Regions from separate parts of the Sus scrofa genome. Here regions 2, 3 and 4 are each linked to region 1. A link is a contact called in public Hi-C and promoter capture Hi-C data. All regions are on one chromosome and are shown on one strand. Each heading gives the region's core, a stretch centred on a gene start, on an enhancer-like site or on the middle of the called end of the contact. The rest is flanking DNA. Distances are from core to core; before and after follow the strand shown. Region 1 overlaps FN1 (fibronectin). Region 2 has its middle 260 kb from the start of MREG. Region 3 has its middle 130 kb from the start of MREG. Region 4 has its middle 170 kb from the start of MREG.

Region 1 (6,605 bases), core at 3,930-6,429:
GACCAATGAGTGACAGAGCACACATCATATTATGTTTTAGTTCACTGCTTTCTAATAAAGAAATATGTCCAAAGTGTCATTTTTTTTTCCTTATAAATAACTTATGTCTTGACCAAAGAGAAATAAATCTAAGATCAGAACCTGGAGAAAAGAAATGATTTCTTCCTAAATCTTTCAACTCTATTTTGTGTTTTGGAAACAAAAGTAAGACTTCTACACATGGTTGGTCCTTTTGGATCTAATTCTTTTAAGAAGACTACAGATTATATAACATTTCCTTATTTGAAATAAAATTCTCAGTTGGTTATCTTTTTTAAACTTTTTTTTTTTTTTTTTTGGTCTTTTTAGAGTTGTTCCTTCAGCATATGGAAGTTCCCAGGCTAGGGGTCTAATTGGAGCTGTAGCTGCCAGTCTACACCACAGCCACAGCAACTTGGGATGTGAGCCACGTCTGCGACGTGCATCACCCCTCGTGGCAATGCCACATCCTTAACCCACTGAGCAAAGTCAGGGATCAAACCTGCGTCCTCATGGATACTAGTTGGGTTTGTTACCACTGAGCCACGACAGGAACTCCCATTTTTAACTGGAATTCAGATCTCTTGTCCATGTCAATTAGGGTTCACCCCAACGTTCTGACTGTGCATCCCCACCCCGCATGCATCTGGGAGAGTCACACACCTATGGGCTTGCAGGTCCATTCTCCTTTCCCATTACCAAGACACACACACTCTAACATGTAACCACCAGTCTCATGCGGTCTCCTCCAAGTGTCACCAATCTTGTAGGACTGACCCCCTTCATGGCAGCGGTCTGTTCAAGATAAAAAGCAAATGTCAGAGAGAGTAGGATGCAAAATAGTTTTAAAACAGAAAAAGTCTCATGTTCCCACCTGGATAGGCACTTAGGTTAGCCAAAGTAAGGGCACAAAGAAGAGCTTTCCCATTAGACACTCTGGAAAAGTTAACACTTTGGGTCACTCAATTAAATGTCTTGTTTAAGCACAATGGGAAACCACAGAGAAAATTGAATGGCAAAGAAAGGAGTCGTAAATCCCGGTATCCCCAGAGAGATCACAGGAAATTGGGTTCTAAAGCAGAAAAGAAAGGCTGGCAGGCATGGTCTCCACATACACAGCAGGTTGAGCCTGGAGACTAATTCAATGGAAAAGCCATATCAGGCCTCACATTCCAGCTTTCAGGATGTGGAGAGTCTATATTTTATCCTAGGATAGAAATGTCATTTTGATGGAAAGCAAATAGATGTATATATATCAGGTGTGGAAATCTGACTACTTTTCTAGGCTGTTAAATGCAATGGCACATGCAAAGGCCAAGCTGTCCACTATGGACCACTGACTCTTAAGATGTGTCAATGCATTTGGATAAACCCTAACATTAAATATGGGAAAAATTAGGCTTATTCGCAACAGACCAATTAGTTTTTAAGATAGAGCATTAAGGTGACTTATACTTAAATAATGGATTGAAAAAACTAAATGCTATGTTAATAGAATCTGTTGGTAACCCAATGAGTCATACTGGAAAGATTGCCATAGCTAAACTAGAATTGCTGAGAGTGAATCCAGATCCCAAAGTCCCTTGGAAACACTTTTGGGCTAATCATTCCATATTATGCCTGGGAATAGAAAGACCTGCTTCCTGGGTATAAAATACTGGTCAGAAAGAAACCAGACTGTTTCCGTGAGATCCAAGAGGTCTCTGTGTTGCGATCAAGAAGAGCAGCCCACAGAGTGGCTCATGTCCTTAGTGACCATCTTCCTAATGCCTGCAGATCACCACGTAAACAGCCCGGCCTGAAGATGCCCAGATAACATAAAATGGGCAATTCCTCTAAGCATGTTGTACTGGAATAGAATCCAAGAGATCCACGTGGTTCCACTGTGTACACACACACACACACACACACACACACACTCATAAATCCACACAGACTAAACACTGACTCCACCTGCACTCAGAGCCATCTTCCAGAAGCACAGGAAGCGGCTGGGTGACCACCTAAGGGTGCCTGGTCACCTAGGGTAAATCCCCAAATGAGGATTATCCAGTCATGGATAACAGAAAGTGACAGTGATGGTGATGAGGAAATTCATATTATGATAATTTAGCAGCATGTGACAGAATGACATTCTTACTTGCAATGGTGCAACTTATTCTGCCTCGCCCAGCTCCAATGCAGGTACAGTCCCAGATCATGGAGTCTTTAGGGCGCTCATAAGTGTCGCCCACCCGGTAAGTGTTCCCAGTGTACTTGTCAAAGCAGGTCTCTTCAGCTGAAGGGAGAAGGAAAGTCCACGTGAGCCTCACATATGTAAAAGCTTTTCTATTCCACTACTCCGATCCAAAGGAAAACTCACTTTTCCATTCTATGAGTAGCAAGGAACAAACGGAAAGTTTTAAAAGATGGAGTGGGGGAGATCCTGGTTTTACCCTGGGCTCTAATAAAGCCTCAGTTTGACCTTTGACAAGTTCCCTAATTTTCTGGAAATGAATTTCAATTGGAAAGGATTCTCAGACCTTAGGAAAAAACTTTATAAAGTGCGACCTTAGGACTCAGATTGTGAAGGCAGGGCTTTAGAGTCCCCTTTCTGGCTCAGGAAGCCAAATCAAGGTCCACAGAAAAAGCAAACAATTTGAAGAGCCCTCCCCCACTTCCCCTCAGGCATTGTCACTTGTTAATCCTACTATTTCCGTTTTAGCCTCACCGGTGCTTCTCTGTATGAGTTGCCATGATTTACAAGAAACATATCACGGGTCACAGAGGAATGAGAACTTTGAAGCGTGAGTGGTTTAATGTTGCACTGCAGCCGACAAATCGCTCTACAGTATAATGCCCAAAGGTTGTGCTGCCTCATAACCTTACGGTTTAAGATTCGAAATTACTTTCTAATAAACCAAAATTTTATAAGCATTTTTTTTTTTTTGGAGGGAGAAAGAACACACAACGTCTTTCATTTTTTTTTTTTTTCATCAAAGGCTTTGGGAAAGTAAAACAAAAAGAAGGCTCTAGGGACTATTTTGGGATATATTTGTTCTTTTGTTTTAAAGGTAAAAGGAACATGTGAAAAGCAGTTATTAAACATTTTTAAAGAGGCAATGACAGACAAGTCTATTGGGAAAATGGTGTATGTAATTTTACTACTAACACTAAGTTTAAGGAACAGGCACCACTTCTCCATTAATAGAAGACACTAAGAACTGGGCAGGGTCCCCACCACTTACGCTCAGGCTTGCTCTCACAGTTGAAGCCCCGGCTCCCTCCATAACAGGTACAAACCAAGGCACTGCCCAGGTAAGTGCGCTCCCATTGTTGGTTTATCTGATAGTGTTTTCCATTGTCGTAACAACCAGCTGTAAAGAATCGAAGGAAAAAGTTATTACATTCTTCCTTTTTCCAAATTACGGAAATTTCTTGTACAACTAAATTGAGGAGCCTAAGCAACATATGAAAAAAAAGTTAATCATCAGCGCATGTGGAAAATTAAAAGGAGTTAGCTATCTAAAGAGTTAACTGCAATTTGTACACGTAGACATATAGGTATTCCTTTTTTTTTTTTTTTCTTTGACCGAGTTAAACATTATACAATGATGTCATTTCCATCTGGCCAGGGGTCTGCATCAAAGGAAACATTTTGAAAAGCAGATAACTGGGAATTACATTTTAAAAAGTGCAAGGAATTTCAGTGCTCTTTGGGAGTAATAAGTCAGGCAGTTTCCTTTAGCCAAGGAAAAGGGAGGGTGTGTCTTTGAAAAACTGGAAGAGGAATTCCCATCTCTCTTTTTGGAGAAGCATCCTGAGGGCCCCCAAAGCAATCTGAACCAATTACATCTCATTCAAAGTAGGAACAACAGTTTTTTAGCTACCCTCTCCTCACCCCCATTTTGAAAATATTCCATCAATTGTTTTAGTAACAAAGAAAATAAGCCTAAAGACCACGCTAATCCCAAATGGAAAATTTAAAGGCACACATCATTTTCCTTTTTAAAGGCAAGTTTCGACGAATTCATAGGAGGACGCCCGGGACGTGCAGAGCTGATAAGAGCCCTGCCGGACACCACAGAGCCCCTGTCCTCCAAGGCAGTAGCTATCTTAGGCCCCCAGAACCAGCCTGCTCAAACCCAGAGTCTTTTGTGTCCACAGGCAGCGTGAACTCACTCCACACTCGCGCGCGCACAAAACTTTAGCCACAACTTTGGTTGGCTTTACGGTCCCACCCCTGCGACAGCCTGTCTCAGTTCGCGGTCAGTACTCACGCTTGCGTTGGCTGTCAACCAACGGGGATTGGGGCTGAACGATCTGCTGAGCCTGCCTCTTGCTCTTCGACGCTCCAGTGGAGGGCACCGTTGTCCCCAGGGACAGGACGGCCAGCAGCAGAAGCCCGGGTCCTGGACCCCGAGCATCTTGAGAAGGTGCGGGGATATAGACGCTCTAACCAGGAGACAACTTTCCACCAAGTTTGACTTCTTTTTCGCAACCTGCCAGAGGAGTCCCTTCCAGTGCCCGCTACGGGCCGACGCCGCCAAGAAGGTAAGGGCTGGATGATGGGGAAGGGGAAGGGTAGAGGGACAGAGGGGAAGGAGAGGAAGAAAGAAGTTGTGGCTGCAGGTCCCCTCTCTCCCGCTCGCGCCTAGGGCTCCCTCTCCTCCCCCCCTGCAAAGCGCAGCCGGCGCGGGCAGCGGAGACCCGAGAGCTGGGGTTTATATGGGACGGTCCCCTCCCGCCCCCGCGAGGCCTCGGGCGCCTGGGAGGAGGGACCGGTCAGACTCCCCCCACCCTCCTCTTGCCGCCGCCGCCGACCGCTCGCCGATTGGCCTGGGCTCCGGGTGACGTCAGGAGGACTGTGGGTTCGCAGCGAACAAAAGAGATGCTGATCGCCCGCCAGGACTGGGGCAAGAGAACTTTTTTTTGGTTTCCTTTGCGGTCGTCAAACTTTTAGGGGGCAGAAGGGGAAGGATAGGAAGCGGCTGCGAAGGGGTAGACAGGCAGGAAAGGGAGGGCTGGAGTCGTGTGTAGCGAAGGGGTCGCGAGTCCCCCCGCCACCCCCGCTTCCCCCCCCCCCTTTTTTTTATGGGGATGCAGAGAGAGGTTGAGGACATTGCGTCACCTCTGGAAAATATCTCTGCTTAGTGGAGTGTATTTCGGGGGGAGGAAAAACCATAAAGTAGCCACCACCTTGCAGATGTAGGAATGTAGCCTCTGCCGTCCCAGGGCGGGGCTGGCTTTCCTCCGGTTCCCTTTCTTTGGTCTACTGTGCACTGAGAACTTAACTTTCTTTGCCTTCGTAGCTTCTTCTTAGGACTTTTCCCCTTCCAAACGCGGTATCTGCGGGGTCTGAGGACGTGCTAGCCAGGGTCGCGGGTCGAGGCGGGGAGAGGGGCTAGAAGGGAAAAGAGAGCCTTCAATGAGCCTCTACTAAGTGCCAAGAGTTCTGCGGGGCGCTTGACGGATCAGGGAGAAATTTAGAGAATGAGGTTGCTTTTGAAAGGACAGAGCAGCAGTTTGCTTTTTTTCCCCTCAAATATGCAAGAAAGTCTTTTCCCTGGAGTTTCGATACCTGTTACCGCTAAAACCTGGAAAACTTGGTCGACCCTGTAGAGAGAAATATCGCGGTGTCCTTCCCCATGTTCACCGCGCCCCTTACGCAAAGTAGAGATCTTTGAGTCACTAAAAGTTGAGAAAAGACCATTTCCAGACTTGCCTTCCTACAGTTCTTTCTTGCTTTTATTTGGCATTTTCATTTGGTGGACATCGATTTCATCACAGAATTCCCCTCCCCCAGCCTCGCTGCCAGATTTTTCACATTTCAAGTGTTACTTACTCCAAGAATGTGGAAAGTTCCTATTTAAGATGTGTCTGTCTTTCCCTCTAAAGGCACAATCTGAGAAGTCTCTAGCATTTAGCAACTCATCACATCAGTCCTTTTTACAGACAAACACAAACCACACTTGCTTTTTAAGGAAGGATCTTTGAAAGGAGTCCTCGACTTTCTTCAGTAACTTCTGAGGGACCAAAACTCAAAAGCTTTGCCTCCTAGTTAGGTTAGTAGTGTGGACCTCCTATTTGCTTTGGGAATCTAGAAAATCTGTTAGCTAAATATGTTTATTTCTGCAAGCACTTGTTTTCTCCAAATGTTCCACCTTTAGCAACTGCCATGGGGTTATTCGAACTCTGGTCTATAAAATGCCCAACACATCAAAGACACAAAACTAACATTTGCTTTTATTAACACAGGGAATTAAAGGGAAACACACTCACACACACAGCAAATATCAGTTTCCTATAAGCAGTGTAAAATAACTTCTTGAGGCATCTTTGTGACCAACTTTGCCAGTTGAAAGAGTGCCTCGGATTTCCCCAAATTTAGAGTCCCGTCTGGGTTAGAGTTTTTTTGAATTTCTCATCATCACTTGACAAAGCAGTTTTCTCTTTCAAGTATAAAAGGGCCCCTTGTAAAATTCTCAGTAAATTTCTGGGAAGCTGGGTGTTCCTGCCAGAGGGAAGGGTACCTGGAAATCAGGATATAAGCAAGATAAACCTGAAGCCAATGCTTTCTTAAAATACATGGATTCTGGGGGAAGGAA
Region 2 (6,582 bases), core at 3,452-5,951, 290 kb after region 1:
CTTTTTAGGGCCGCACCCTTGGCATATGGAGGTTCCCAGGCTAAGGATAGAATCGGAGGTATAGCCGCCAGCCTACGCCAGAGCCACAGCAACTAGGGATCTGGGCCGTGTTCGTGACCTACTCCACAGCTCACGGCAATGCCGGATCCTTAACCTGCTGAGCGAGGCCAGGGATCAAACCCGCAACCTCATGGTTCCTGGTCGGATTTGTTTCCGCTGCACCATGACGGGGACTTCTGATCCAATAAATATTTGTTACGCCCTCAAGTAGTAAACAGCCTAATGGGCGAGACAGAAATGGTGGCACGCTGAAGCCAGCTCAATCTGGCCTATATCAGCTCCCACAAACTGATTCTGTGCATGTCTTCTCAATCCAATTTTAGTGATAAAAAGTTACAGCTTGAAATCAGCCATGGTGAGACTACTTACAACATGGAAACTGTCAAACACCATAAATCTGTGCTTTTTGTTGTACATTTACCAGTGCAGCAGAGCAATACATAAACATAGCTCAACAATGTGGTAGATAAGTGCTAAAGATATCATAACACTAAGAATGGGAGTTGAACCTCATTAGGAGGGGCTCACTGAAGGCTTCCCTTTGGGGGCTAAACTCCAACATCACTTCCCCTGAACAGCCTCTCTGTGCAGTGACATAAAATGTCCCTCCAAGACACTGTCTTTCTATTCATTTCTTTCAAACAAAGTGTCAACACTGATGATTATTTTACTTATTTCTACCTGTTTGTAGGAGTCACTTACTAGAATTTTCCATTCTTTTTTTCTTGTATCACTGACAAATGAAAAATACTTTTTGAAAATCAGTAATAGAATTATTGTGGACTCTTAGAAGATGAGTAGGATTTGGCCAAGCAAAGAAGTAGTGGTAAAAGATTTTGAGCACAGGAAGCAGGAATAGAAAGATTGCTGTGGCCATGGAAAGAGCACGTGCATGAAACAAGAGATCCAGATCAGGGGGTGAGCCGTGTGGTGCTGAAAGATATTCCGGCCACGTGGAGCCCATAGACTACACCATGTGAACCATAGGGGCCTATGAAGGCCACTCCTCAAACTTCCATCACCAAAAGATGAGCATGGCCATGACTAATTTCAAATAAGGACAGATGTGTCTTTAAACAGAAAAAAAAAAAAAAACTAACTAAAACACAACTCTCCTCAAGCCCCCCATATGACTGATAAATTGAAACACTTTTATCCAAAAAAATGACCCATCCCTGAAAAGGATTGTTACATCTCCCTCAAATTAGAGTGTTCAAACGGTGAAGTGTTCGGGTAACATTTAAATGGAAATAAATATAGAACGAGGTGGAAGGTTTATGTTAGTTTCCACAGTGTGCATTATTCAAATTCTTCTGCATGTGATGGTAGCCCCTTGGCAATACCACATATATTAGGTAGTCTGAGAAACACACCAAAAGGATTCCCTGAATACACGAGGAAGCAGAGGATTCAGTTCCTAAGGAGATAAACTAATTTGATTACAGACATTGAACAGTTACAGTGCAGAGAGCTCTGGACCAGTGCTTCCTCCCTTTTCCATGTTGCCCAGAGTCTATTAGTTGAAGAGATAAACCTTCCAAAGGAATGAGAAAGGATTAGGAAGTCCAAAAGACAGAGTGACTAATTCCACTGGGCAGAACTAAGGTTCCAGGGGAAGGTAATGTTTGGGTTGGCTTGGGAGATGCGTAGGACTTCAATAGGCAAAGAGACAGTGAAAGGGGCACTGCAGACAGGAAGATCACTCTGATCCAAGCCACAGAAGCCTGAAACCTGGGTGTATGTATATTTAAAGGCTCATGGAACAGCCACACATAGAACAACTTACACAACTCTGGACAGAGCAACTGCCAATGTGCTTTTGCAAAACAACATTCTAATTTTACTTTGGTTTTCATAATGACAAACTGATTCATTAGTTCCTATTACACACAGCAGTTTCAAAATGATAAAACACTGAGAACACTTTCTCAAGTATAAAAGCTCCAAAAAGGGGAACTCGAACCAAATCCACTCTTTCTTTTCAGCAAATATGTGGCCACAAGAGGTTCTTAACCACCGTGCACGCAGCACCCACCCAATCTTGTTTGAACAAGCTTAATAGTAAGAGCATCTCTGCTTTATAAACACGGTGGAGCCTCATACGTACACCGTAACTTGCTTTGCAGACTTATATCCCCAAGTCAACTTATGCAGACTTATATCCCCAAGTCAACTTATGCCTGCCAAGGTACAATCAACTACATTTTTAAAAAGCATGATACAGGTGAAACTCACTTGAAGAAAACTCAAAACATAAAAATGACTGATGTCCAATATTGATAAAATTGAAGTAATTATTTTACATTAATTTCAAATTCTGAGTTTTAGAATGGCCTATAATTTACCAAAAGCTATTTTCATACTGAAATATATTCCAGGTATAAAGCAAAGCAACCCAGGGATTCTTTGGTAGCCAGCAGCAGAGAGTAATTCTTGTTTGCCTAAGATGAAAAGGAAATTCTTGTAAGAATGTTGTGCAAGTCACCAGATAAAAGAGAAAACTGGAAATGGAGCTCCAAGAAGTTCCCCTTCAAAAAAAAAAAAAAAAAAGACGTGTCTTAGAATCCAGATAGCAGGCACTAATGAAAAATGTCACTGCTGATCATTCTTCTGATCTAGTAGACTCACCTCAAGCTTCAAAGTCTCAGGTTAGAAAGTATGGTTGGACCAGTTTGGGAGAGCTGCCCAGAGGAAGCCAGGCACCTTAAATTACCATCCCAAGGAGGCTCACAGACTCATGGAGAAAGGTTTCCTCAAAGAAAATGAATGCTGTTATCAAAGGGGTTAGAAAAGATGCTAGTGGCAAGAAGACAATGACTATCCACTCCAAACCCTAAGGATACTCTGTAATTGGTCCTGACTCGCTGTACCAATTTCATACAGAGATTCCACTAAGGTTTGTCTTTGTCCTTCTTCACCCATTTTAGACCTTCTTTGCTGTGAAGACATCAGTTTCACATCTTTCAATGCAGAATCTGCTTTATTGGGAAATCTTCACACAGTTGTTGGTTAGCTGATATTTACATGCAGTGCATCTTACACACTAGGTAATTTACTTACCTCTCTGCTATAACTTGACTGGTATCTGGCCTCAAAACCTGAACAAATAAAACAGAAATTTATTTCAACAGTTTTTTTCCTTATTTTAAGGAAATAGCCCCACTGTACTAATCAGATAATTCAAATATGTTCACAGAATGCAGGATTTTTTTTTTTTTTTTGTCTTTTTAGAGCCAAACCTGTGGCATATGGAAGCTCCCAGGCTAGGGGTCAAATTGGAACTGTAGTTGCCGGCGTACACCACAGCCACAGCAACACCAGATCCAAGTGGCATCTTTGACCACACCACAGCTCACAGCAAAGCCAGATCCTTAACCCAGTGAGCAAGGCCAGAGATGGAATCTGTGTCTTCATAGATACTAGTCAGATTCATTTCTGCTAAGCCATTATGGGAACTCCCAGAATATTTTTAAAATAAGTTTTTAGAAGCCTAGAAAGGGAAAGGGTTAATTAAAAAGAGTTTTGGTATTTGGTGCCAAACATTCCACTGATATTTTTCATACAATTTACTAATAGTTTTAAGCACCATGTACACATAACTCAAGATTCTTTATGAATAAAGTTTTTCATTAGGAGCCTATGTTACAGTATGTTGTATTTTTCTGGAGAAAATAAACTAACTAGTCCTATCAATATGGGCAAGTGAGGTGAAGGAGTGACTTCAACAACAAATACCGAGAAATGCTGAATAAAAAGAGATTTAAAAGATGTCTTTTTTTTTTTTTTTTTTGCTTCCTAGGGTTGCACTCGAGGCATGTGGAGGTTCCCAGGCTAGGGGTAGAATCGGAGCTGTAGCCACCAGCCTACGTCAGAGTAACAGCAACGCCAGATCTGAGTCGTATCTGCAACCTATATCACAGCTCACAGCAACGCCAGCTCCTTAACCCACCGAGCGAGGCTAGGGATGGAACTTGCAACTTCATAGTTCCTTGTCGGATTTGTTTCCACTGGGTCATGATGGGAACTCGATATATGTATATATTTTTTTAATTCCCAGCTGAACTCATCAGAAATAAAGAGGAGGAGTTTCTGTCCTGGCGCAGTGGAATCAAATCTGACTAGGAACCCTGAGATTGAGGGTTCAATCCCTGGCCTTGCTCAATGGGTTAAAGATCCGGTGTTGCCTTGAGCTGTGGTATAGGTCGCAGACGTGGCTCAGATCTGGTGTTGCTGTGGCTCTGGCATAGGCTGGCAGCTATAGCTCCAATTAGACCCCTAGCCTGGGAACCTCCATATGCCATGGGTGGGGCCCTAAAAAAAGACAAAAGACAAAACAAAAAAAAGAAAGAAAAAGGAATTCCAAGAGCACAGAAATGCAGAGGGGTCAGAAAGGCTGAGAGTGCAAATGATGTTGCAGTGGCCCTGGAATCGGAGATGCAGAGGGACTAACATCAAATTGAGAAATAGGCCCTGATACCAGCACACAAAGGCTGGATATGAGGCATTGGGGCTGAGCAAGAAGGGCAGCTGCTGCTGAGACCTTTGCATGAAGCTGGAACGCTAATGTGCTACAACTTTAATGAGATGAAAAGAGACAAAGTCCATGTCGCAGCCAAGGGAAGCAGCAGACTAGGGCTGGACTCTGCCCTAGGATCTGGGGGTGAGAATCGGGGGCAGAGGGCAGTTTCCCACACTCCTGAAGCTGCAAGCCCATGCCACAACTGGATATGGAGTCTGACTTCACACTTTCTTGGGATATGGAATGTCCCAGTTTGAAGCTGATGTAGGCATTGTTCCTGGGCTGGTTGCAAAGAATTCCTTGAAAAAGCAAATGCAAAACTTCTCTAGGAGGAAACTCCATTGGGAATACTATAAGGAACTTCCACAGAGGGAAGATAAATCTGCTAAAGATAAGGTCGCAAAATTTTAAATTATGTAATATATGAAACAAAGATCTAACATCAGTGAGGGTCTCTTTGGACAAAGATCCCTCAGAAAAGTCCCACAGGAAAGCAAATATTACTTCCAAATAACTTTATACTATCTGTAGTTTTGAAATAGCTAAAACAAATAAAGAAGGAAGAAATTCCATGATGAAAGAATAAGACACTATGATAAAAGACTATGCACTATCTTAAAAAATCAAATAGAAATCTGGAAGTAAAAGATAAAAATCTAAAAATTCAATGGATTGGTTAAATAACAGAAGAGAAAATGAGCCAAATTGGAAGAAAAGTCTGAGGATACCTTACTTTGAATGTAGCATGGGAACACTTTTTTTAAGGTAAAAATAAAAAAAGACACAAAATAAGGTGGAAATTAGATTGAAAGATGCAGAATCTATTTAATAAGATTTTTAGAAAGGTTCATAGAGAAAGTAAAGGAGATTCAAAGAGGTAATGTCTGGAATTGAAAAATAATATAAATATTCATATAGAAGAAGATACACCAAAAGGCCAAAGGGGGACAAATAAAAGATATTCTACACTTAGATGCATTGGACCACAAAAAAAAAAAGAGAAAATTTTTAAATAATGAAAAAAATACGAATTTACTAAAAAGGGGACAGTTGGACTGACAGCAGACTTCTTACCAGCAACAAGAGAGGCCAGAAGAAAATGAGATATCTTCAAAGAACTAAGGGGAAATACCTTTCTTTTTTATTGATTTATTTTTATTAGAGTATAGTTGGTTTACAATGTTGGTGCCAATTTCTGCTGTACAGCAAAGTGACCCAGTCATGCATATATATACATTCTTTTTCTCATATTATCTTCCATCATGTTCTATCCCAAGAGATTGGATTGAGTTTCCTGTATTTCTATTTATTTATTTATTTTTATTAAAGGAAAATAACTTCCAACCCAGAATACTTTATCAAGCTAAACTCTCATTTCAGAATGAAGATAAACTAAAAACAAATGTTCAGACCAACAAAGAATGAGAGGTACCGCACACAGGGTCTCACAGAATAAGAGGAAATTAAATCAAGGAGTAAATGGAAACAAGAACTGTTAAGCAAAGTTGGTAAGTATGTGCATAAATCTAAATATTAAATATTAAATGTAAATACATTAATATTAAATGTAGAAAATTATAAAATATTAAATGCAAAAAAATTATAAAATTTCATTTGGACCGCATAATTTAAGGCATTAGACAGCAAAAAATAAGGCAGATCTAAAACACCAGATGTGAAAAATATGACTATGTACAGTCAAAATGTACTAGGATCTTTTTACTGGTCAGGAGGATTAACTTTAGCCTTGTAACTCGAGTATACGCTTCAAAAATGTACTGATAACCATTAAAACAGAAAAAAGAATAGAAGTAGAATGAAAAAGAATGTAAAACTTCTAAATTAGGATAAGAGATAAGTGGAAAGAGAAAATTCAATTAATCCAATCAACAGAAGGCAATAATAAAACACATAGAATAAAACACATAGAATCCATTTTCAAATCAAACGTGTAATATAGCCTAAGTGTTAGAGTCATATCTATATGTTAGAAATAACTTTGT
Region 3 (6,782 bases), core at 225-2,724, 410 kb after region 1:
AGGATTCAGTGTGGCTGCAAGCTGTGGCACAGGTTGAAGATGCAGCTCAGATCCTGAGTTGCCATGGCTGTGCAGTAGACTTCAACTGCAGCTCTGATTTGACTCCTGGCCCCGGGGGATTTCCACATGCCACAGAGGGGGCCACTAAAAAAAAGAGAAACAGGGAGAGAGAGATGTTTCCTTGAAGCAGTAGAGGTGCAGAGCTAATGCATTCCAAAATACTAATAGGAAATCCCTCTTTAAAATTCATGCCGGTGTTGGCACTCAAAGTAGAACAAGGGACTTTGAGTGACTCTCTTGTGACAAGTAGAAAGCATTGTTCAGAAGGATGGCAGAGATGAGCAGGGAAACCTATGGTTATAAACAGAATAAAACTTCTGATACAGTTAGCACTCTGCTCCAACCAACTGAGCCAATCAACCCCAAACTCCACCTAACCACCACACAACAGAGTAGATGAGAAGGCAGTACAACCACTGTTGCACAAGAATTCTAGAATTATGAAATTTTTCTATATACTTAGAGGTTTTGACAATATTTCCATCCAAGATTAATAGCCTAGGGAAGCATACAAATACTTCTGGTTAGGGCACACATGATTATGGTTTTGCTTCTGACTAGAAATAGGTCTGTGTAACATGTTAATACCAGCCATCTTCCACCTATCAGTTCTCATTGGCTTCTATGTCCTCAGAGGAATGATGAGTTTATGAGGGTTTGTTCCTAAACCCATATATGAAGTAATCACGGTAAAGAAGGAGCTCATAATCATGACCTTGGCCGTATAACCTCAGACCTTGAATTTGCCATCCCTCTTTTGGATCCTACTCACTCAGTGCCAGTCCCTCCTTATTTTTTAGTTATTTGTGTGCCAAGGGCTCTGTAAAGGAGGTAAAATTAACACTTAGCACACAAAATAAAGACACTTAGTGACATTTAGTACCCAAAATAAAGTGAACAATAGCAGTAGATATTAGCATGAGATGCTTATTAGCATCTCAGCCATGGCTTTGATTATATGATTTCATAACATTTTTATACACCATTGTGTAAATACATTGTTGCTTAATATATGGATAACTTTGAAATGGAAATACAATAAAAAGTAGAACAAATGAATTACTACAATATACATGTCATCGTCTAGATAAAATCTCTCAAAACAAAAGGTCTATAGAGGAAAAATAATAAAACGGGTTTGTGGTGATGGAAAAGCCAAAAACATTGTTCTAACTCAATTGCCTCATTTTATAGACACAGACTGTAAGGTTCCATGAGATAAAGTGCCAGTTAGTGGGTGGTGAAGCCAGGGGGTGAGTTCAAGTAATGACCCCAGCTCATGTCTTTACTTCCTGTAATCATTTTTGGTTTGTTTGTTTTTCATTTTTGCCTGAAAAGAATGTAAACATCCAAGTAGCTGCTTCCTTGTGCTCTGAGACATGCTAAGGTAACGAGTCATTAGAAATGTCCCAGAACTCAGCATGACTGGACTATAGCCCCTAAAGTGATGAACTGTAAGCAAGAGTGGTCAAGATTAATAGCCAATTCATACAAAAACTGGTCTTGCCAGATTTTCTGGGTCCAATACACCTAGCAGATGCATTTCCCAGCAGGAAAGATTAGTGCCTGGAACTAGCTGGCCTCGATTCCCTACAGTGTCTAGTGTCACTGGTGAGAGAAGAGTTATAGATTTATTGCTGGACTACAGTGAAATGAAATCATTGTTCGGTCATCATTTCAAACCAACATACAGGCTTACTTTTTTTTCTTCATCAAAGTCCCTTGACACATTTTCCTCCTTCTTCAAGCAACCATTATCTGCACTATAAAAAAATGAGATCAAGTAGTAAATTTTTATACCATCAAGGTAGTCTTCCTGACTCTTTGCCCTTTAATGGTATCATTTGCTTTTTAATTCTTTTCCGTTGGAAAAATGCCTTTGTTTGTAAATAGCTGCTAAGCAACTTTCTTTGTAAATGCTCATATCTCATTTGGAACACCTATCACTTGATTCTGGAAATCCTTAAATTCCTCCGGGCTTAGGCAGAATTCTCAAAACAAGGACAAAACAGGAGAAAACATGTGAGAAAGCTGAATCATTCCAATATTTTAACCAGAAGAGGAATTTAATAAATAGGAAAAGCTGTCTTCATTTTGGATGAAACTGATGTGATGCTGAGGGGGAAAAAAGATGAAATTAAGATCTAGGGAGATATAGACAAGTTTGTCCGTCTATGACAGAGCCCCTGTCTTAAAATAGATCCAGTCAGAAGTGGGAGGTTGGGAATATATAAGAATATCTCTAAGTGCAGCATTTTATCATCTGTTTATCACTGGGAATCCCTAGTGTCTTGGAGCCAAGTGCAGCCCTAACTTTTTACAGATGGTAGGAGAGAATTCCAATTCATAGGAGCCCCATCTCCTTACTCACATCCTCAGAGTAGGTGTGTGCATGCATGGAAAAGGAGATACAGAACCCCAGAGGGTTTGTGGTCATCTAGACCTGTCCACACCATAGAGTAGGAGAAGGGTAAGTAAAGGGATTTCTCTTAGAGCTGGCAGACTCAGACCAACAATGGAAAGATCAGAGTTCCCTCTTTTGGATCCTTCCCACCCAGTACCATTTCCTCTCTTTTCTTAGTTATTTATACGCCATACTCTGCAGAGAAGGTGTAGCTGGCACTTTAGATGTAAGAGTCACTGTATGGTAGAGGACAAGCACTCCTTTGTTGAAACTCATTGACATTGCTGGTGAACATTAGTTATCTGGCAGCTCTCCCTCTGCTGCACCCACTCTTGGGTGTTGGGAAAGAAAAAGATACTCAGGAACAAAATAACATGTGAAAATAGGACATTCTGTGAAAGTGAGGCAGAATAAGTGGTAGCCATCCTCCAAGATGGCCTCCTGTGATTCCTATCTCCTGATATTTGCATCCTTGTGTGACTCTCTTCTTCCCCATTGTATAGAGCTGATCTGTGTGACCAGGGCAATCAGGAAGCACAGCATATGCAGCTGCCAAAAGTGATGTGCAAAAGGAGATGAGCATATTAGCCTGGGAAGAGTACTACCTCTGCCTAGTTACCACCTCCATGGGTTCACAATCAAATGTCCATTCGTGGGACTGGTTTGCTTTGGGTCGGTAGGGTCAGAGTCAGGAAGAAGAGCAGGACGTGGAATAGGAAAGAGCAAGAATCCACTGAAACCCACTTGCCCTCATGTACCTGCCTCTCATCACCTCTGTCCACAATGACCTTTAAAGAAAATGGCTGCTGCTTCACATCTGCCTTGCAAACGTCACACAAATTTCTCTTTTGGTAAAATCCAACCTGGAACTACACAGAGAAGAAGATTCTGGAAAACAAAGCTAAATTTGATGTGTAAAACTCCTACAGAAAGACACATTGTTTCCTTGAATTCAAAGACTCCTTTACCCGACCTCCACATAACAAAACCATCAGATTAACCAATACCTTCTCCTTCTGCTAAAAGGCATGTAAAGCAGAGCATTCTAGTAGATTGCTCTGTTTCTTCAGTTCCTAACAATTGTGGTGCATGTTTACCATAGGCTCTTAGTTTTGTTTCCAAACCTCCTTATGCCAGTTGCACTTGCTATAACCATGCAATAAAAATGAAACAGTAAGACAAAAATAAAAACAGAAAGATTCCCCACTGTCAAAGATGTCAATTTCACCTAAACTAACTTATAAATTCAATACCAACAAGATTTTGTTGTTGGTATTGAACTTATAAGTTTAACATAAGTTTTGTTGTTGGTATTGAACTTTGTTGTTGGTATATACTGTCAAATATGTTAACAAAACTGTGATAATAGCCAGGAAAATTACCAAGAGGGTATCTGCCTCAGAAGATATTAAAGCACATAATAAAGCTACAGCAAGGAAAATTTGGGGGAGTTCCTGTCGTGGCTCAGTGGTTAACAAATCAGACCAGAAACCATGAGGTTGCGGGTTCGATCCCTGGCCTTGTTCAGTGGGTTAAGGATTCGGTGTTGCCATGAGCTGTGGTGTAGGTCACAGACGCGGCTCAGATCCTGTATTGCTGTGGCTCTGGTATAGGCCAGTGGCCACAGCTCCGATTAGACGCCTAGCCTGGGAACTTCCATATGCTACAGGAGCAGCCCTAGCAAAGGCGAAAAGACAAAAAAAGGAAAAAAAAAAAGGGTACTGGAGAAATACTGTAACAATGAAAGAAAAGAGTTGATAAACAGACCTGAATATATATGGGAATTTTTAATAAAAGTGGCATTTTGATTAAGGAAAATAGGGATTATTATTATTTTTTTTAATGGCGTTGAAACATGTTTAAGGAAGGCCTCAAACATGGGACAGAAGAACCAAAAATAAGAGTGACAAAAATGACTACATTAAAATTTAAAGCTTTTTAATAGAAAAAAATAGATAATAAAGTTGAAAAACCAAGAATATTGAAAAACATATGTACACCACATTTGAGTGGACTAATTTCTTTCATTTAAAAAGAGCTCATACTGGAGTTCCTGTTGCAGTTCAGCAGTAACAAACCCAACTAGTATCCATGAGGATATGGGTTCAATTCCTGGCCTTGCTCAGTAAGCTAAGGATCTGGTGTTGCTCCAAGCTGTGGTATAGACTGCAGACATAGGTCAGATCCTGAGTTGCTGTGGCTGTGGTGTAGGCAGCAGCTGCAGCTCTGATTCAACCCCTAGCCTGGGAACTTCCATATGCCACAGGTACAGCCCTAAAAAAAAGCAAAAAAAGCAAAATAAAAACTAAAATAATAAAAATAAATTTCAAAGATCTCATACCAAAAAAAATCATACAAATTTTAAAAATGGAAAGCCCAGCAATTGCAACAGAAAAATGGAGACAGATATAAAAAGTTTACCAAAATCATAAGTACAAATAGTCAATAAATTGTTTGATTTAGAATGGATACGCACAGGGAACTATGTCCAGTCTCTTGGGGTAGAACATAATAGAAGATAGTATGAGAAAAAGAATATATATATGTATATATATATACACACATATATGACTGGGTAACTATGCAGTAAAGCAAAAATTGACACAACACTGTAAATCAACAATATTCTAATTTTTTTAAAAAGATGTTCAAATGTTCAACCTCCTGCATAACTAAAGAAATACATGTGAAAACAACAGTGAAGAATTATTTTGTCCCAATCCAATGAACAAAAATTAGAAATCTCAATAATACCCAGTGCTGTCAAGGATAAGGAAGAGGACCTCATACTTGCAACCTCTCAAGGCATTGGATTCCTCACATTTATGGCTCCTCTTTCACCTTTTCACTCCAAGCATGGATTCAGTTCCTTCCCTTCCCAATGCAAAGAGGAACTGAGACCAGAATATGGTTTTAACTGAGTCTTTAATCAAGTGGGTTAGAGGAGAAAGTAAATCTCCAAGACTATAATCATTTTGAAAAATTAGCCATCCTCTACCGGAACCAATCCTAGACCAACTTGGGGCACAATTAAGCAAGCTGGCACACTGGCTTGCCCTTTGGGTCTCTCCTTTCTAGCACTGAACCATTCTTCTAGGAGCCTGTCTTCTTTCTGGCTCTTAACTACCCAGAGCCTTCCCTATTGTGCTATCATTAGGTTTCTTCTTCTCACTAGCTATGATTTAAATCAGAAAATAAAAAATGACACAAAAGTTCTCCAAAGGTATCTTTCTGTGATACACGGAATATCAGACATCGTGTAATAGGAGAAGCATTTGTGATACTTCAAATCGCACCACTTAATCTGTTTGTAAACTCTATCCTTCCCCTCACCTTCCATTTGCTTCTTTTGGTACAAATGGATAGAAAGGAGAGCACACTAATTTTATTAAGAATTCAAAAGCAAAGGATTAAAAAAATTCAGAGAACTCAACTTTTTTTCTTTCTCTCTCTCACTCTCTTTTTAAGTACACTCATATTGCAACCAGGCAATCAGGGCATCTGTAGAGAAAAATCTCACAACATAGAAATTAAGACCCATCCCACATTTATCAGGCCCACAGCTGGCAATTAGGAAACTTAAAGTGAGCTTTGTGGCACATTTTTATAAATTTCCACACATAAACTGTCTCAACTCAAGTCACGCCATCTTTTTTTCCTCTTTTTTTTTTCGTATAAGAGTTTTTCTATCTCCTTATGTTTTCAAAATAAAGAACTCTTCTTTTCAGCCATTAACAGATACACCATGCTGAGAACTGCAGATGGAATGCAATCTGTTTAGCTTAACTGAAGGCTGGATCTTGTTCATAAGATTTCAGAAACTACTTTATTTACCTTCGTAAATACCATCCCTGGCCCACAATTCAAAGAAAATACACACATTCACAGTGGTCTTTCTGCAGAGCTTTTTCTTTAATGATCTAGAAGAGAAATTTCATGTGGGAGTATAAAAAGAGGGAAATATTTGGCAAAAGTTTGAAAGCATCTGATAATGGCTTCAAAGATTCCAAAGATTAGATTAGGAAGTTTGTAGAATGTTTGAAGAATAAAGCAGTGCATTAATTAAGAAAACTGCATTTGATTTAGGACAAACTTCTCCATTAAACATGTCTATGTAATTGCAGTTCCCAAAGTAGCTGTAAAATGGAATTTTTTGTCGTCTTCATATCTTTGAATATACATTGCCTCTTAATGATCCTGCCTTCTTGGTATTTTCCCAAGTAATCTCCTCCGCTTAATCAGTTTGCCCCTAAGCAATAGGCTCTCTTTTGCTGGCTTTGATGAAGCAACTGCCATGTTGCAGGGAGTAGAGTATTCT
Region 4 (5,895 bases), core at 1,013-3,512, 370 kb after region 1:
TGCACAAGTTTTTTTAAAAACTGAGAGCAAAAGTTATCAAGTGAATGACTGCAAATCAAGTAGGGGGCAAAGCTACACAGAGAAGGTATTTGAAGCTCTGTAAACTGACTATCCTTTTTAGGATTGACCTCAAAGAACTGCAAACAAATCATAAACTATTTTCAATTATTAAATCCTTGATGCCAGTAGTTGGTATTGTTATTCAGAGTCTGTTATATGTGTACTGTGATATTAAACAAATGAGTAATTGTGCTGGTGTAATTAATCCAAAACCAGGATTCTTGACAGGAGGGAAAGATATACAAATGTAAGATCTGTGAATTAACACCCTGTTGTCCTTAATTTGAACCAGCACTATCAGCATGAACTTAAGCATTAAATTTTTAAAAAAATACACATTTCTTCACTCTGTCCTCTGAAAAGCTCTGGAAAAAAATGACCAATCCAAGAACAATGAGCAGCCCTAGGTCCCATACTGCTGTGTCTAGAAATCATTTCCAAGTCAAAGGAATCATGTTTCCCTGGGAAAATGATTGATTCTAAGCCTGAGAAAGGAAATGGACCATCTTGTCAGACCATAACGCAAGGTCTCAAGGTAATTGAAAACAACTTGACGACATCCTCACCATTCAAAGAGGAACACATTTGAGCATCAATACGGATAATCACTTCAGTGACTACAAACACATCAAATACGCTTATTTCATGACAGTCCTATTTGAAATTAATGAGTCAGTTTTGAAGGATGCTAACCAACGAACTAATGTTTTGGAAACCTATTAAAGGGAAGAATTAAGCTTATATCTTGCCTTGGCTACTCAACTATACTAGTGCAAACAAAGAGCTGATAAGCTATTATTAAGTAATAGTGGGATGATAGAGTTTAGATGTCATCATTTTGCAATCCTTATTAAATTAATAGAGCCTGGCTGTGATTAGCAGTGGCCGCCCGCTTACAAAAAGACTGGTAGAAGTACTCAACACCACTTAAACTGTCAGAAATAAAGAAGGAAACCTGGATCTGATTAAGCCTCAACATCTAACCACTAATTTACAAGACATACAGGAATACAGGAACACATTCAACAGGCCTTAAATGATACAATTAGCAAAATCCAGACTGGAGAATGCTATGGGATGAATTACCCAGGTTCTTCAACAAATACCTTAACAAAAATAATAATAATAATAATAATAAAATAGGAGGAAGAATTTGTAGCTCAAAAGAGATTAGAGATCTATCAATCAAGTGCAAAGTACGGCCTTATTTAAATCCCAATTTGAAAAAATTGTATTTAAAAAAAACTAAGACAATTGGTTAAGTTTGAAAATAGTCAAGTTACCCGATAATACAGGAAGTTAGTGATATTTTGGTGTGATATTGAAGCTGCGGTTAGGATTGTGAAAGGAATTCTTCACTTGAGATATTTACATATAAAATCATAGGAGATCTAGAATTTCATCGAAAACATTGGGGACTAAGGGAATAGTGGTTGGGGGTACAGCTGAAACAAATGGGACCATTTGTTGGTAACTGTCAAAGCTGGATGATGAGCACAGAGTTTATCTAATTTGCATATATTTGAAATTTTCCATTAAAAAGCATTTTTACAAAGAATATTCAGAGGTTGGAGTTTCCATTGTGGTTCAGCGGTAACAAACCCAACTAGCATCCATGAGAACACAGGTTTGACCCCTGGCCCCATTTAGTGAGTTAAGGATCTGGCATTGCCATGAGCTGTGGTGTAGCTCGCAGACACGGCTCCGATCTGGCATTGTTGTGGCTGTGGCATAGGCCAGCAGCCACAGCTCTGATTCGACCCCTAGCCTGGGAATTACATATGCCTCGGTATGGCCCTAAAAAGACCAAAAAAAAAGAATATTCAGAGGTTTAGAGTGCCCAAAACAGGAGTATGGAGTGCAATACCCCAGTTAATAGACAAACTTCTTTTTCCTCTCAGTGGTTTAGAATTATCACAAATGTTTTAAGTATGCAATTTTCCAAAAGAAAATTTGGTTCATAGAGGCTGGCCTAGGTTGATAATTAAAGGAGAAAATGGATTAATGAGAGGGTAACTCAGGGAAGTATGTTGAAAGAAAGGAATTGCTTGAAAGGGAGATTTAGGATAGTATTTGATTTTAAACAATGTGAAATAAATCTTCACTAGGAGAAATGAACCCAGATCAGGCATGATCTGCATGTTCCCTGGTGAGGAGGTTCAGGCAGGTCTGACCTTTGCACTCTTCAGTGCCTAGAGCCTGGATTTGGGCCCAAAGGTTAGATTAAGAGTGAGACAGCATCTGAGTCATAAAAGAGTAAAGTCAGGCCAGGAAGGCCAACCTCAGTCTCTTGATCTGTAGGACAGAGTCAGGACTCAAAACGGAAGCTGAAGCCAAAAGGATTTAGCCTTGAATTGAAGACATCCCTGGTGATTCCCATAAGTGGATTTTAAGTGTCCCCCTTTGCTTTTCCTGGACATCCATCCCACGATCCAGGAAAGAGAGGTGGACTGAGTGGATTGATGTGGTGCCATGTATCAGTGATGTCTTGCCCTAAGTCATGTGGCTGATGGGATACAAAGGGTAAAATTCAAGATGAGAGTCTTCCTCAAACTCAGATGCAATGCAAAGCCATTCATTTTTCAACAAAGACCACATAGCATGGTAAGTGGTGAGAAATTTACTACAGAGGAAAGAGCCCTAGTACCACTGGGCCCCCATGCCACCCTCACTCTGCCAATCCCTTATCCACCAGAACTACTTCCCCTTAAAATGAAACAAGCAAAAAACTGACCATGTCATTTCTGTGCCCACAGATCTCCATTTGATACCCTGTTGCCCAAAAACAACATCTCAACTACTTAACATAGAACACCAGGCCTCTGATAACATGCAATTCAGTACCCTAACTCAGTGATCTCCTCTAGCCCTGGAGCCTGAACTAAAGCCAACCATCACTATTCCACACCTCAGGGTTATTGTGTGTGCCTAAAATGCTCTCCCCCACTTCTCCACCCAGCCTTCCCAAACTTTCAAAGCCAGTTTAATTGTTACCTTCTCTGCACCTGTTCACAAAGTTAGGTTAAGGTTCCCACAGTGTGCATTCACAGCCTCCTATATTAAGCTTTATCCCAGTGTTTCTCATAATACTTACTGTTACTGTAAATGTAGCTCCTCTTTGGCTCTCCTAGAAGATAGCACTCCTTATCTACCGTTGTAATGATCTCTTTGCCAGTTACTCTGTGACTTGTAGGTAGAGACGTGAGGAAGAATTCGTCATCTCTGTATTCGCCAGTTGCAAGTTGCTTGGCAAGAGAAAGGTAATTCATACATGTGGGTTAGACTGAACATGGTGTTCAGGGGCAGAAGGGGAAAGAAAATAAATTAGATTGGGTGATTGATTTGCAATTTCAACTTGAAAACCCCAATGATTGTAAACATCCTAAAATACAAAAATAAGGTAACTTGAATTTACTTTCATGGACCAACAGAAGGCAGGTCAGGAGGAGGACAAAGCAAGAGATGTAGAGAGCAGAACAGGAGGGAGGGTGGAGAAAGTAGAAGTGGTAGGAAATTGTGGCCATCCCCTCTGTTGCTTGGTCTTCCCCTATGATCCACAGGCCCCACCAAACAGGCACTGCCCCCAACCCGCTCCCCAGCTAGGTGCACAGTGTCTAGAATATGATTACATCACTATTAGAAACATGTTTGAAAATGGACAAAGCCAGGAAGGAAAGCACAAAGGTGAACTTATTCTGTTAGAACAGTACAATTATAGTTATTCACTATGTTTTTTTGGTTTCCTTTGATGTTGTGATTAAAATAGTGGGCTTTTTTTTTTTTTTTGACTTGACAATAGATGTTCTTAACAATAGCTTTTAACTGAAAATGGCAAAGCTGCTGATACACAAATTAGCACTAGGGTTTAAGTGATGGATAAATGCTTTTAGGGGTTGTTCCTCCCAGAATGTTGCTTAAATTTGAATAATGAGTCTCTCCTAGTAGATCTCATGAAGAAGCATGAGAATACGAAAACCACTTTGGTTAAGACTCTTTCCAAAAACCCCTTGTAATCTCTAGGGAAATGCTTGCCCTCCAGTTTTGCTGGAAGATAAAATAAAATTTCCCTCCAGTACTTCTGGCAAAGGATGGGAAGCATATTTCAATCAATAGTTACAGTGAATTATTTGTTGAAAACAATATAAAAAGGGACATTTTTTTCTTCAAAGGAAATGACTGTAATGTTTTGACTTTACTATTAAGTTTATCCCTTTTGTAAAGAAAGCACATGAGCTATGAAGTCATAGAAGGATACAGCAGACATTAAAGCAACAAAGTGTGAATAATTTGAACTATTGCCGAAATCTATAATTCATTTCTAGAAAATTCTCTCAATAAAAATAACTAGAGAATCCCATTAATTCTGTAGTTTCTCATTGCAGTTTTTCATTCTCTAAAGAATGTAATTTATTATGCAACAAAACAAACTGCATATTTAAACGTTTAAATCTCTCTTCAAAGTTCACTGAAGATTTATTCTCATCTGACATTCACTTCTCTACTGTAAGTAAATAATTCAACAATTTTAAGATATCCTTTATGAAGAAGTACCTAAAGGATCTTATCTCACCCAAAAATGCAAAGTTAAAAGCAAATCTCTGCCATCTTTTTGCTAAATGTCATCACTCAGATCTCCAACTTACCCACTAAAGACACTTGTGCAAAAGCGCAGACAGAATTGAACACAACTTTGTAGAGAGACTCAAAAAGTGTTCAGCCCCAGAAAATGTACTCCTACCCACAGGACTGGCTCACCAACTACATTCCACATCTAGACAAGTGATCAGAGAAATTTTCAAAAAAGAAAAAAAATATTTCCCACCAACCTAAAATGCTTAGAATTCTGACCATGGAAAACTGTTTTGGCTTAAGCTACCACTTCTCAGTATTTCATCCAAGAATCTTTGATGGGAGAAGAAGTGAAAACAAATCCCAGAGGATCTAGAGACCAACTCAAGAGTAGTTTACCAGAACTGGAAATGTCTTATTTTCTCATACTTTATTTTTAAGACAGGGGAATTTTTATTTCTACTGTATCTCTTTATGTGCTCTGACAGATAATGTGGGCTTTGCCCCCACCAAAAGAAAAAATCTCCAAGTAAATTTGAAGCTTCAAGTAAATTTGAAAATGTATAATATGTGTTCTGTGAATTTTTCCCTAAACACAGATCTTACTGGGTTACCTGGACAGAGCTAAGGCATTAAAGATCTCAGCTGGATAAAATGGAAATGGGTTCTTTGCAAGCGGATGCGTATTTGGGGTTGATTTTTATCAATTTTGCTTGTTTGTTTGTTTTAGGGCTGCAACTTGGGCATGTGGAAATTCCCAGGATAGGGGTCGAATTGGAGCTGTAGCTGCTGACCACAGCCACAGCCACAGTAACGCCAGATCTGAGCTTTGTCTGCGACCTACACTGCAGCTTGTGGCAATGCTGGATCCTTAACCCACTGAATGAGGCCAGAGATCGAACCCACATCCTCATGGGTACTAGTCAGATTCTTAACCCACTGAGCCACAACAGGAACTCTTGATTTTTATCAGCTATTATCAACATGGCATGAACTGATTTATGAGAAGAACTAGCCAGTCTTCCAACAAATCCCTGAGGTAAGGAAACCCCAACAGAGCAAGTTTAAACAGCAGAGGTATAGACTGGAAAGCCAGGTAAGAAGGTTGGACCACTACTTATGGGGCGGTCTAGATGGGAGGGCGGAGGAGAAATTGTGGTGGTAAGAGAGAGCAAGACTGGAGTTTGAAGGGACAGACAAGAAGAGGAGAAAGTTTTCTGCAAAAGGGAAAGAGGACTCGGAGATAAATTTTTCCCACATCTTATG

Evidence for each region. Promoter capture Hi-C pulls out the DNA fragments that hold promoters and counts their contacts. Hi-C and Micro-C count contacts between places; a contact is called where the count stands out from the background.
Region 2: a promoter capture Hi-C map of liver shows a contact between it and region 1, with 6 times the contacts expected there. The contact joins two enhancer-like sites. A contact is called at or near these places in 1 of 5 promoter capture datasets (liver) and 1 of 47 Hi-C or Micro-C datasets (embryonic fibroblasts).
Region 3: a contact with region 1 is called in a Hi-C map of embryonic fibroblasts, with 1.6 times the contacts expected there. The contact joins two enhancer-like sites. A contact is called at or near these places in 1 of 5 promoter capture datasets (liver) and 1 of 47 Hi-C or Micro-C datasets (embryonic fibroblasts).
Region 4: a Hi-C map of liver shows a contact between it and region 1, with 9 times the contacts expected there. The contact joins two enhancer-like sites. A contact is called at or near these places in 2 of 5 promoter capture datasets (fetal liver and liver) and 3 of 47 Hi-C or Micro-C datasets (embryonic fibroblasts and liver).

Annotation. Positions count from the first base shown.
Region 1 is chr15:117,726,317-117,732,921 of Sscrofa11.1, forward strand. FN1 (fibronectin) reads right to left here. Exons shown (of 50, transcript XM_003133642.5): 2 at 6,531-6,592; 3 at 4,798-4,953; 4 at 4,278-4,452; 5 at 3,246-3,374; 6 at 2,159-2,296; 7 at 682-813. Among named protein-coding and RNA genes, the nearest start is that of FN1, 7.5 kb to the right of the region's middle. Within about 2 kb of position 5,180, at least 61 of the 83 cell types and tissues checked have an H3K27ac peak or open chromatin away from gene starts, as enhancers often do. A contact at or near this core is called in embryonic fibroblasts and liver, where this site is marked.
Region 2 is chr15:118,013,335-118,019,916 of Sscrofa11.1, forward strand. No RefSeq gene overlaps it. Among named protein-coding and RNA genes, the nearest start is that of MREG, 260 kb to the right of the region's middle. Within about 2 kb of position 4,702, at least 1 of the 83 cell types and tissues checked has an H3K27ac peak or open chromatin away from gene starts, as enhancers often do. A contact at or near this core is called in liver, where this site is marked.
Region 3 is chr15:118,143,002-118,149,783 of Sscrofa11.1, forward strand. No RefSeq gene overlaps it. Among named protein-coding and RNA genes, the nearest start is that of MREG, 130 kb to the right of the region's middle. Within about 2 kb of position 1,475, at least 4 of the 83 cell types and tissues checked have an H3K27ac peak or open chromatin away from gene starts, as enhancers often do. A contact at or near this core is called in embryonic fibroblasts, where this site is marked.
Region 4 is chr15:118,099,274-118,105,168 of Sscrofa11.1, forward strand. No RefSeq gene overlaps it. Among named protein-coding and RNA genes, the nearest start is that of MREG, 170 kb to the right of the region's middle. Within about 2 kb of position 2,263, at least 1 of the 83 cell types and tissues checked has an H3K27ac peak or open chromatin away from gene starts, as enhancers often do. A contact at or near this core is called in liver, where this site is marked.